Regions from separate parts of the Mus musculus genome. Here region 1 is linked to region 2. The links are chromatin contacts, called in public HiChIP or PLAC-seq maps. All regions are on one chromosome and are shown on one strand. Each heading gives the region's core, a stretch centred on a gene start, on an enhancer-like site or on the middle of the called end of the contact. The rest is flanking DNA. Distances are from core to core; before and after follow the strand shown.

Region 1 (4,058 bases), core at 1,083-3,582, 90 kb before region 2:
CCCAGCATTCAGGAGACAGAAGGGAAGGTTCCCTGAAAACTGAGGCCATCCCAGCCAGGGATGTACATTGGGTAACCCTGTCTCAAAAGTAAAATTTTAAAAAGACTCTGCATAAAGATGTTCTGGGAGAGAAGTGCTATGCAATTTTTTTCCCTCTTAGGGTCATTATTTGTCACCGATATGCCTAGCAGGTTTAAAGTCCTAGGGTCTGTTCCCAGCACTTCCCCAAGTCACCCTCCCCAGGAAGCTGACTTTCAGAAGCATCCAGTGGAAGGTGACTGACTCTGCAGGGCCATGACGACCCTCTCACACCTTGTCTCAGCTCTGGCACCCAAGATGCTAAGAAGAGTTTCTCTCCCGAGCAGCCCCTCCTGTGAACTTTTGCACAGATCTGCCTGGCCATTTCACAAGTCAGCAGGGAACTGCTGTTATGCGTCCAGTGAGACCGGCCAGTGCCTCCTCTTCTGACCTGTGTTTCTCTCTCTCTCTCTCTCTCTTTCCCGTTTGTTACCTCTTCAATTTCCCACGAAGCTTTCTCTCAAGCTGGTAAGCACCACATCCCGTGCATGTCCCTGGTCTAATTGGGTTCTGGTGTGTGCTGTGTGTGCTCTGCCCCGGGCAGCCTGCCCCCGACATTAACTGTTCCCCTTCATTCTCCTGTGGGTGCTTTTGTTGGTGTTTGGTTGCGTGACTGTCTTACTTACTAAGAAAATTAATGCTTAACATGATTTTATTTTATTTTACTTTGGGGACCTTAGAGTTGCCAAGCATTGATCAATTATCTATATTCATTTGAATGTAATTGTCAGAAATTGAGGAGCAGGGGGGGGGGTCTTCCTACTGGATCATTCTGGGTAGGTAGTCCCTTCCTGGGAGCCACAGGAGTAGATAGGTAAAAACAAAAAACAAAACAAAACTGAGAGCCTAAAGGAGACACTGGGGAGGCAGAGGCAGGAGGATCTCTGTGAGTTTGAGGCCAGCCTGGTCTGCAGAGTGAGTTCCAGGCCAGCCAGAGCTATGTAGAGAGACCCTGAAGGAGACAGTCATGCATGTGTCATGCCTGTCATGACTGCTCAGGTTTCTGGTAGGGAAGACCAGTGGGAAGCTATGATCTTTGGTGGGAGCATTGGGTAAAGCTGATTCCAGGGGCCATAGATGCTTTGATGGACAAAGAGAACTCCTGGTCCATCCTTGCCTGAGCTATCTACCTAGCATCTGTCTGTCTTGCTTCTCCTTCATGGTGTAATTCAAGCAAACAGCCTGAGTAACTGATTTATTAAAAGAAAATCTTAACCAACATAACCCACTATGCTTTGAGAATGAATGAGGACTGCGGACATGGTTCATGGTTCAGTAGTAGAGTCTGCCTAACACAGGCAAAGTCCCAGATTCCATCCCCAGCCACACACACACACACACACACACACACACACAAAGATTAAAGTCATGGAATCTTCCTGAATGCCAAGGCAGAGCAATTCCTCCATTCTCACAGTAATGGACCATGTTAGCTAACCACAGAGTAATACCTGGGGTATCACTCTTGCTGGGTGTCCTACTCTTGATGGCCTGGCATGACATGTGCCATGTGCCCATGAATTTCCTGTAGCTGTGCACATGCATACGTGTACATACATCATTTCTCAACTGACTCTATTTTATCCACAGTCCAGTCAATCTCAAAGACATATATAATTAATTTTTTTATTAAATAATATTTCTCAAAAATGAAACCCCGGGAAGAGTCTGCAGTCAAGAGGGGTCTCTCAGATGGAAGAGGTCTGGATGCTGAATAACTTTAAGCAGTCTTTCCTTTTGGGAAACAAATCCTTTCACCAGCTTGGGAGTGGGCTGTTGCTTCCATGGCATTTAGAGATGGCACAGTGGGTAGGGCTGCTTGTCCTGACAAGCTTGAAGGCATGTTTAAATTCCAATACCATCAAGAAAGCCAAGTATGGCTGCATATATCTTCAGCCCTGGCACTGAGGGGTGGAGATAGGTGAGTGTGAGGAAGGCACTGGGGCACCCAGCCTCAACTGAAAAGCCAGATCCAAGGCTGTAAGATACAGAGGGAGAAAGATGCCTGACGTCCAGCTGGAGCAACCCCTTGGGTATGCACGCATCAGCATGTACCACAAACATGCACACAGACGTGAACTATGAGGTAGAAAATGAATTGGCTGTACAAGCAAACATCTGTTTTATCCGGGCTTGTGCCCGGGAGCAGTGTGGGTCCCATCAGAAGATGGGGCAAGGCCGAATACAGACCCCTCTAACCTGGGTGTGTCTGGCCACACCCTCCAGGGCAGGTTCCACCATTCTACAAACTGGGTCACTCTGGCTGTGTCAGAGACATCCCCCATGACTCAGCGCTAGAAACAAGAGCCCCTTCTCCGCAGAGTGAGTCACCTGCCACAGCTTTGTTTGAGAAAATCTAAACTTCAAAAGCCCAATTGGGTGAGACACCCTTTCTATAGATCCTAAGTTTCTATGAGAAGCTGCTGACCTGAATCTCCATAGCAACCAAGGTGTGAGGTTTTCCCAGTGACTTGTTTTCAAGTAATAACACTGTTGACATAGCCAGGGTAGCTATTGAGAGGGACCTGGCTCTTCGATGGACCTTTTATCAATTGAAGATGATGATTTTGTTGTCATGAGTAACTAGTCCTTCCTCTTCTAGGGCCAGTCACAAGCCACCAGCCTGCAGTGTTCCTTACAGGCGTCTCCAAAGCCATTCAGATGCCGTCCAAGCCTCATACATGTCCTAAGAGTCGGGTCACCACTGAACCAGCCACATTCAAGTGGGGCAGTCAGCTGTAGTAGCTGTACAGTGCAGCCACACAATGTCCCCAGCATCACAGAAAGTTCTAGAAGGCTCTCTGGCCACTGCCCAGATCACCTTGCTGACACAACTCCATGACTTGCATTGAATTTTGTTCCGTCTGAGATTTAAAAGCAAAACAAACAAAACCTCAGGGCTGGGAAAATGAGTCCAGAGGCGAAAGTATTTATAAGCCCAGCAGCAGGCAGACGTGTATATAAGCCTAGCACTGTGTGGGTAGAGTATGCAATGGGAAACAACCAAGATACCCTGTCTCAAACTACACACACACACATACACCAATCTAGGAAACAATGATCAGGGTCGCCAAGCTGGCTCACTGGAATGGGCTGTTTGGTGCTAACCCGATGAATTCCAGAGACCCACATGGTTGAAAGATGGAGCTGACTCCCACAGATTGTAGAATGAATACATATTGTAAAGATGGATTTTCCTCCAAGCTCAGTGCTTAAATAGAATGAGTAGAAAGCTAGACAGTGATGTTTCACTAGTGTGCGTGGGAGAGGGGAGCCGCTGGCCTGTAGGACCATGCTTGGCCTGGTGACAGGAATACTGCCCATCCTCTCCCGCTCCCACACCCACCACACACCCAGGGGGTCTCAGGATGGAGTGCTGACCTCCACCTGGCCTAAGGGGCGAGCCATTTGCTGACTCCTGTGCTCCCCCGGCAGCAGCTTCTCCTAATCAGCCTAGAAGCCTCTGTCACAAGCCCCCATGTAAGCTGCTTGGCAAATCCAGCTGGATTCCAGAATCACGTTCCCTGGGCCACCAAGTCAGTCTCGCTCTTGTTTGAAAAGAATTGAGGTTTTCAAGTAAAATCTCTTTTTATAAATTTCCTGGCTTTCTCTGGGTCCATTGAATACATTTCATTCTTTATGAAAATGGCCTCACTTAAGGAAGAGCTCTTGTACTGCCTTGAAGCCAAGGAGGCAGTCCTTGGAGGAAGACCAGCTCCCCGAGAGCGCCTACTGAAAGTACAGTAAGAGCCAACAGTGCAGTAGGAGCTTAAGAGAGTCCCAGCCAGGTGTGGTGACTCATGCCTGCGACCCTGGCACTCGGGAGTCTGAGTCTGAAGGATTGCACTCAGCTGAGCCAGAGCTGGAGAGACGGCTTGGTAGTTAGGAGAATGCAGAAGACCCAAGTTCTTTTCCAACATCCTGTAGCTCACGACCACCTGTAACTCATTCCAGGGACCCTAATGCCCTCTTCACTGAAC
Region 2 (4,238 bases), core at 1,450-3,949:
AGCTACCAACTGCATACTGCCCCCACAAAGCAGATGACACTTTCCCACAAGTGGAAAGGCACTAGCCATCAAAGCCTGGCCACTTGACTTGAATCCCTGGGACCCAAATGGCTAAAAGGAGAGAACTGACTTCCAAAAAACACCACTGATACAAACCACCACTGACACACCTCTGTGTACAGCCACTGATAGACCTCTGCATACAGCCACTGATACACCTCTGCATACAGCCACTGACACACCTCTGCGTACAGGCCCAAGCGAGGCGGAAGGAGAGAGTCCCTGAGTAGCTCTGTCAAGGTATTTCATCACAGCAACAGGAAAAGAAGCCGAGACAACAGGCACACAGAAATGACAACTGGATTCAGATCTGCACAATGCAGGGGGCCGAGGCTCTGAACTGACACAGTGAGTGAAGGTGCTGCCCTGGCTGGAATGAGAAACCCTGAGCTACCTCCCTAGCACCCTTGCTTTATTGAAACACCCAAGCAACAACTTCTCATCCCCTAAGTGGGAAAGGCCACAACTACAGACTTCCCACTGCAAATACTGTACTTCAAGAGATCTATAATAAAATCTGGAAAACATGAACATAACTTCATGGTGGCGACGGGTAGCTTGGTGGCACAGCACTTCCTCAGCACCTTCAAATAAACCCTTCCTTCTGGCACTCCTCCCTGGCTGACAACAGTTTCCTTTCCTCCTTCGATGGGGTTTCTGTTTGCTAGCTCCGTCCAGCAGGGGGTCAAACACCAATAAGCAAGATAGTCATTTACATCAGATTCAAGGGATGAAAAATGCAGAGATCTCACAAGGAAAACCAGGCTGGAGCTTTGCTTCCGACTCACACGGGCAGCAGACAGAGGTGGCAAGTTTTAGATGTGGCCATGCCCAAGCAAACTATCTAAGGCCGCCCTACCTAACACCCTGTGCCCTGCTGGGAATGGAAATCCCTTTATGAGTGCCTAAGGCAGAGGCCTGGAGACAGGAGGTGAGGAGTTCAGGTTGTGAGGGACAAGTCACCTTGCCTCTCTTGTCCACTTTCTCTGATTTCAGTCCCCTCCTCCCTCCCCCTATCCCAGGAATGATACCCCACCCCACCTCACCCCTACACTAGTTGGCTCCATCTTTAAATGATCATAGCATCCCCTACCTCACTGGATTATTTTGGAATAGCAATTTTAGAAACAAAGAAGATGGGACACACCTATAATCCCAGCACTTGGAAGTTGAAGGTAGGAGGATCAGAAGTTCAAAGCCAGCCTCTGCTATTTATAGTGAGTTTGAAGCCAACCTGGGCTACATTAGACCCTGTCTAAAACCACCCTCTCTCCCACATGCCATAAACTGGGCAAATTGATAGATGCCTGTTGATCTCAGCCCTCAGAAAGCTGGATCCCTAACACCAAAGCCAGCCTGGACTACACGATGAGGCACTGTCTCAGAAAGTATAAATAAAGAGAGGCTAGGCATTTAATCCCAGCCTTTGGAGGGCAGAGGTAGGTAGATCTCTGTGAGTTCCAGGCCTGCCAGACCTACACAGTAAAACTCAGTCAAATAAATAGCAGAAAGCAAAGCAGAGGCCAGATGGAGCACTTCAAGGCAGAGAAAGAAAAGCAGAGGCCAGAGCTACTGAGTAAAGTACCCCAGGCATATGATCAAAAATCGGTAGGTTTTCTTGCCTGGTACACCTTTATCTTCTGCTCATGAGGGAAGTGCAAAGTAGAGACGAACAGGTGGACAAAGTTACTCTTCAGGCCTTTTGGATAAAGGTTTTCAGCCACAATCTGGCTGATAAAATTCTTGCCCGTGCCAGCCCAGCCGTGCAAGGACAGAGTCAATGGTTTCTTGGAATTTTTGTTGTTCCTGAAGCCAGTCAATGCCTTGAGAATCACTTCGGTGGCAAGGTGCTGTCCAAACAGCTTCTCTTCCAAGTCCAGCTTGAGGGCTGCGGAGGCCCGCACCGGAACAAAGAGAAAAACACAGGTTAAAAAAGTACCTGAGTCAGAGGCACAGTTAGCGACTGATCCAGCAGGGCCAGAAGGGATGAAAAATGCAGAGATCTCACAGATCAGAGCCAGAATCATAAGGACCTACAGTCAGATCCTTAAGTGCCAGTTCTCCTTAACATCTAAATGTCAAACAAGCTACACAGATTCTTTCATCCAGGGAAGAACCATTTGGCGGCTGTGCTCCGGGCTAGCTTTCCCGCCACCCCTGATGGCTCGAAAAAAAAACAAACAAACAGCAAGAGCAACAGGCGGGCTTTCTGGATGGAGCTCCACGCCTGGCACCCCCTGGCGGGGCGCACCAGCTGGCCCCGTTGCGTTCAGTTCTCCAGGTGGTCATTGCAAGGCCTGCAAAGGTGTGGCGAGGTCCCGGCCGTGTGTGTCTCCCGCGGCGCCGCATCCAGCAGGAGCGGGAGCCAAGCTCCCAGTGCCCTCCCGCCCGCCCCGACCGGCCCGCGGGCACATACCCGACGTGTTGAGGGGCCGTTCCTCATGGCAGCACTCGGTGAAGCGGCAGTAGAAATCGGTATAGGACAGGTAGCCGGTGAGCGCCGACACGGCCCCGATGGCGATGCCCACGCTTACGGGCTCGAACGCCCCCGCCACGTGGGCGGCCAGCAGCGCCCACAGGGCCGTGGAGCCCCCAAACGCTCCGATTCGTCTCATCGCACGCAGGGAAGCACCGTGCGGCTGCGCTCCGAGCGCAGGATTCAGTCCCAGGGACTGAACTTCCGGTACGGCGCTGTCACTTCCGCTTAGCTAGAAAGCCGCCTTGTTGGAAAGGGGCGGGGAGATTATTGTCACCAACGTTGTGAGTGTCAGGAAACCCTCTAGAGACCATTAAAGGAATTTCATTCCTATCTTTTAGAGGTCCTGTTTGTTTGTTGGTTGGTTTGTTATACAAACACACACACACACACACACACACACACACAGGAGACGGAGAGAGGGAGAGAACGCAGAGATGGATCAGTTGTTAGGGGCACTGACTAGCTCTTCCTGAGGACCTGGGTTCACTTCCAAGCACCCACATTCCTGTTTTGTGACGGTCTCTAACCAGTTCCAGGGGTTCTGCCACTCTCTTTTGGCCTCTGTAAGCACTGCACACACACACACGGGACACAGACATACACGCAAGCAAAACAATCATACACACAACATAATAAAATTATTGGAAAATTATGCACACATAAAAATCAAAAGCCCAGATTGGGCTCCCAGCATCCACATCTGGTGGCTTATGATTGCCTGTACCTCCAGAACTTTTCCTCCGAGCTTTGTGGGCACCTCCACGTATACGGTGCTGTACAGAAGCTCAGGCGTGCACATACATATAAGATAATACATAAATAAATAAAATAATAATAATAATAATAGCAACAATAATGTGTGCTTGTTGTGAGAGAGACAGGGCTGAGCACTAGGGATGTAACGCACATAGGGACACCTGTGGGGGATTCACAAGGGAGACAGACATTTGTCTATGCGCATACCACACAGTGGGCCCCAGGTTGCCCGCTGGGAATTCATCCATGGAGTAGAGTTGGTCCTGCCTTTCAGGACACACAGGCTGTAGGGGAGGCAAGCAAGGGGACAAGGACTACTGAGTCATCAAAGTCCAGGTACTGTGGGGCAGGGAAAGCCTTTGCCTATGCTGAAGATTAGAGGTATTAATCAAAAACCGACGAAGTTGGTCATGCAGAAAACAAGCAGTGGTGTGGTTTATGTAAAGAGTAGAGTTTGTAAACAGCCCGTCTGAAATGTGTGATTACTCCTCCACACGCCTTCATTATATCAACTTGATATAGAATTTGAAGCCACAGGCTTTTTTCCTTTTTGTTTGTTTGTTTGTTTGGGTGTTTTGTTTTGTTTTGTTTTTGGGACAGGGTTTCTCTGCGGAGCCCTGGCTGTCCTTGAACTCACTCTGTAGACCAGGCTGGCCTCGAACTCAGAAATCCGCCTGCCTCTGCCTCCCAAGTGCTGGGATTAAAGGTGTGCGCCACCACCGCCTGGCTGCCACAGGCTTTTAATAGGGACAATACAGCCAACTTGAAGATCATTCCCCAAGGAAATAGATTGTCCATACATACTTGGTCCAGACTTTGCCAAACTTGGTTGAGTTCCTTTAGTAACTAATGTGCAATAAATAACTCGTGAACTCTGGCTGTGTGTCAGGCCCAACACTATATAAAGCACATATACCCATATACCAGGCTTACAGCAGGGAAT

What was found. HiChIP or PLAC-seq counts read pairs in DNA pulled down with a chosen protein or histone mark.
Region 1: an HNF4G HiChIP or PLAC-seq map of pancreatic cancer cells shows a contact between it and region 2. The contact joins the enhancer-like site here to the promoter of Tor1b in region 2. A contact is called at or near these places in 4 of 39 promoter capture datasets (embryonic stem cells and liver), 3 of 115 datasets of contacts at active chromatin or transcription factors (embryonic stem cells and pancreatic cancer cells) and 3 of 9 other capture datasets (adipose tissue, liver and pancreatic islet).

The regions. Positions count from the first base shown.
Region 1 is chr2:31,041,370-31,045,427 of GRCm38.p6, reverse strand. Fnbp1 (formin binding protein 1) reads left to right here. Exons shown (of 17, transcript NM_001177648.1): 11 at 532-546. Among named protein-coding and RNA genes, the nearest start is that of Gm39786, 47 kb to the right of the region's middle. Within about 2 kb of position 2,332, at least 49 of the 459 cell types and tissues checked have an H3K27ac peak or open chromatin away from gene starts, as enhancers often do. A contact at or near this core is called in pancreatic cancer cells, where this site is marked.
Region 2 is chr2:30,951,462-30,955,699 of GRCm38.p6, reverse strand. It overlaps Tor1b (torsin family 1, member B), which reads right to left and starts at 2,699. Exons shown (of 5, transcript NM_133673.3): 1 at 2,477-2,699; 2 at 1,683-1,948. The coding sequence starts at 2,675.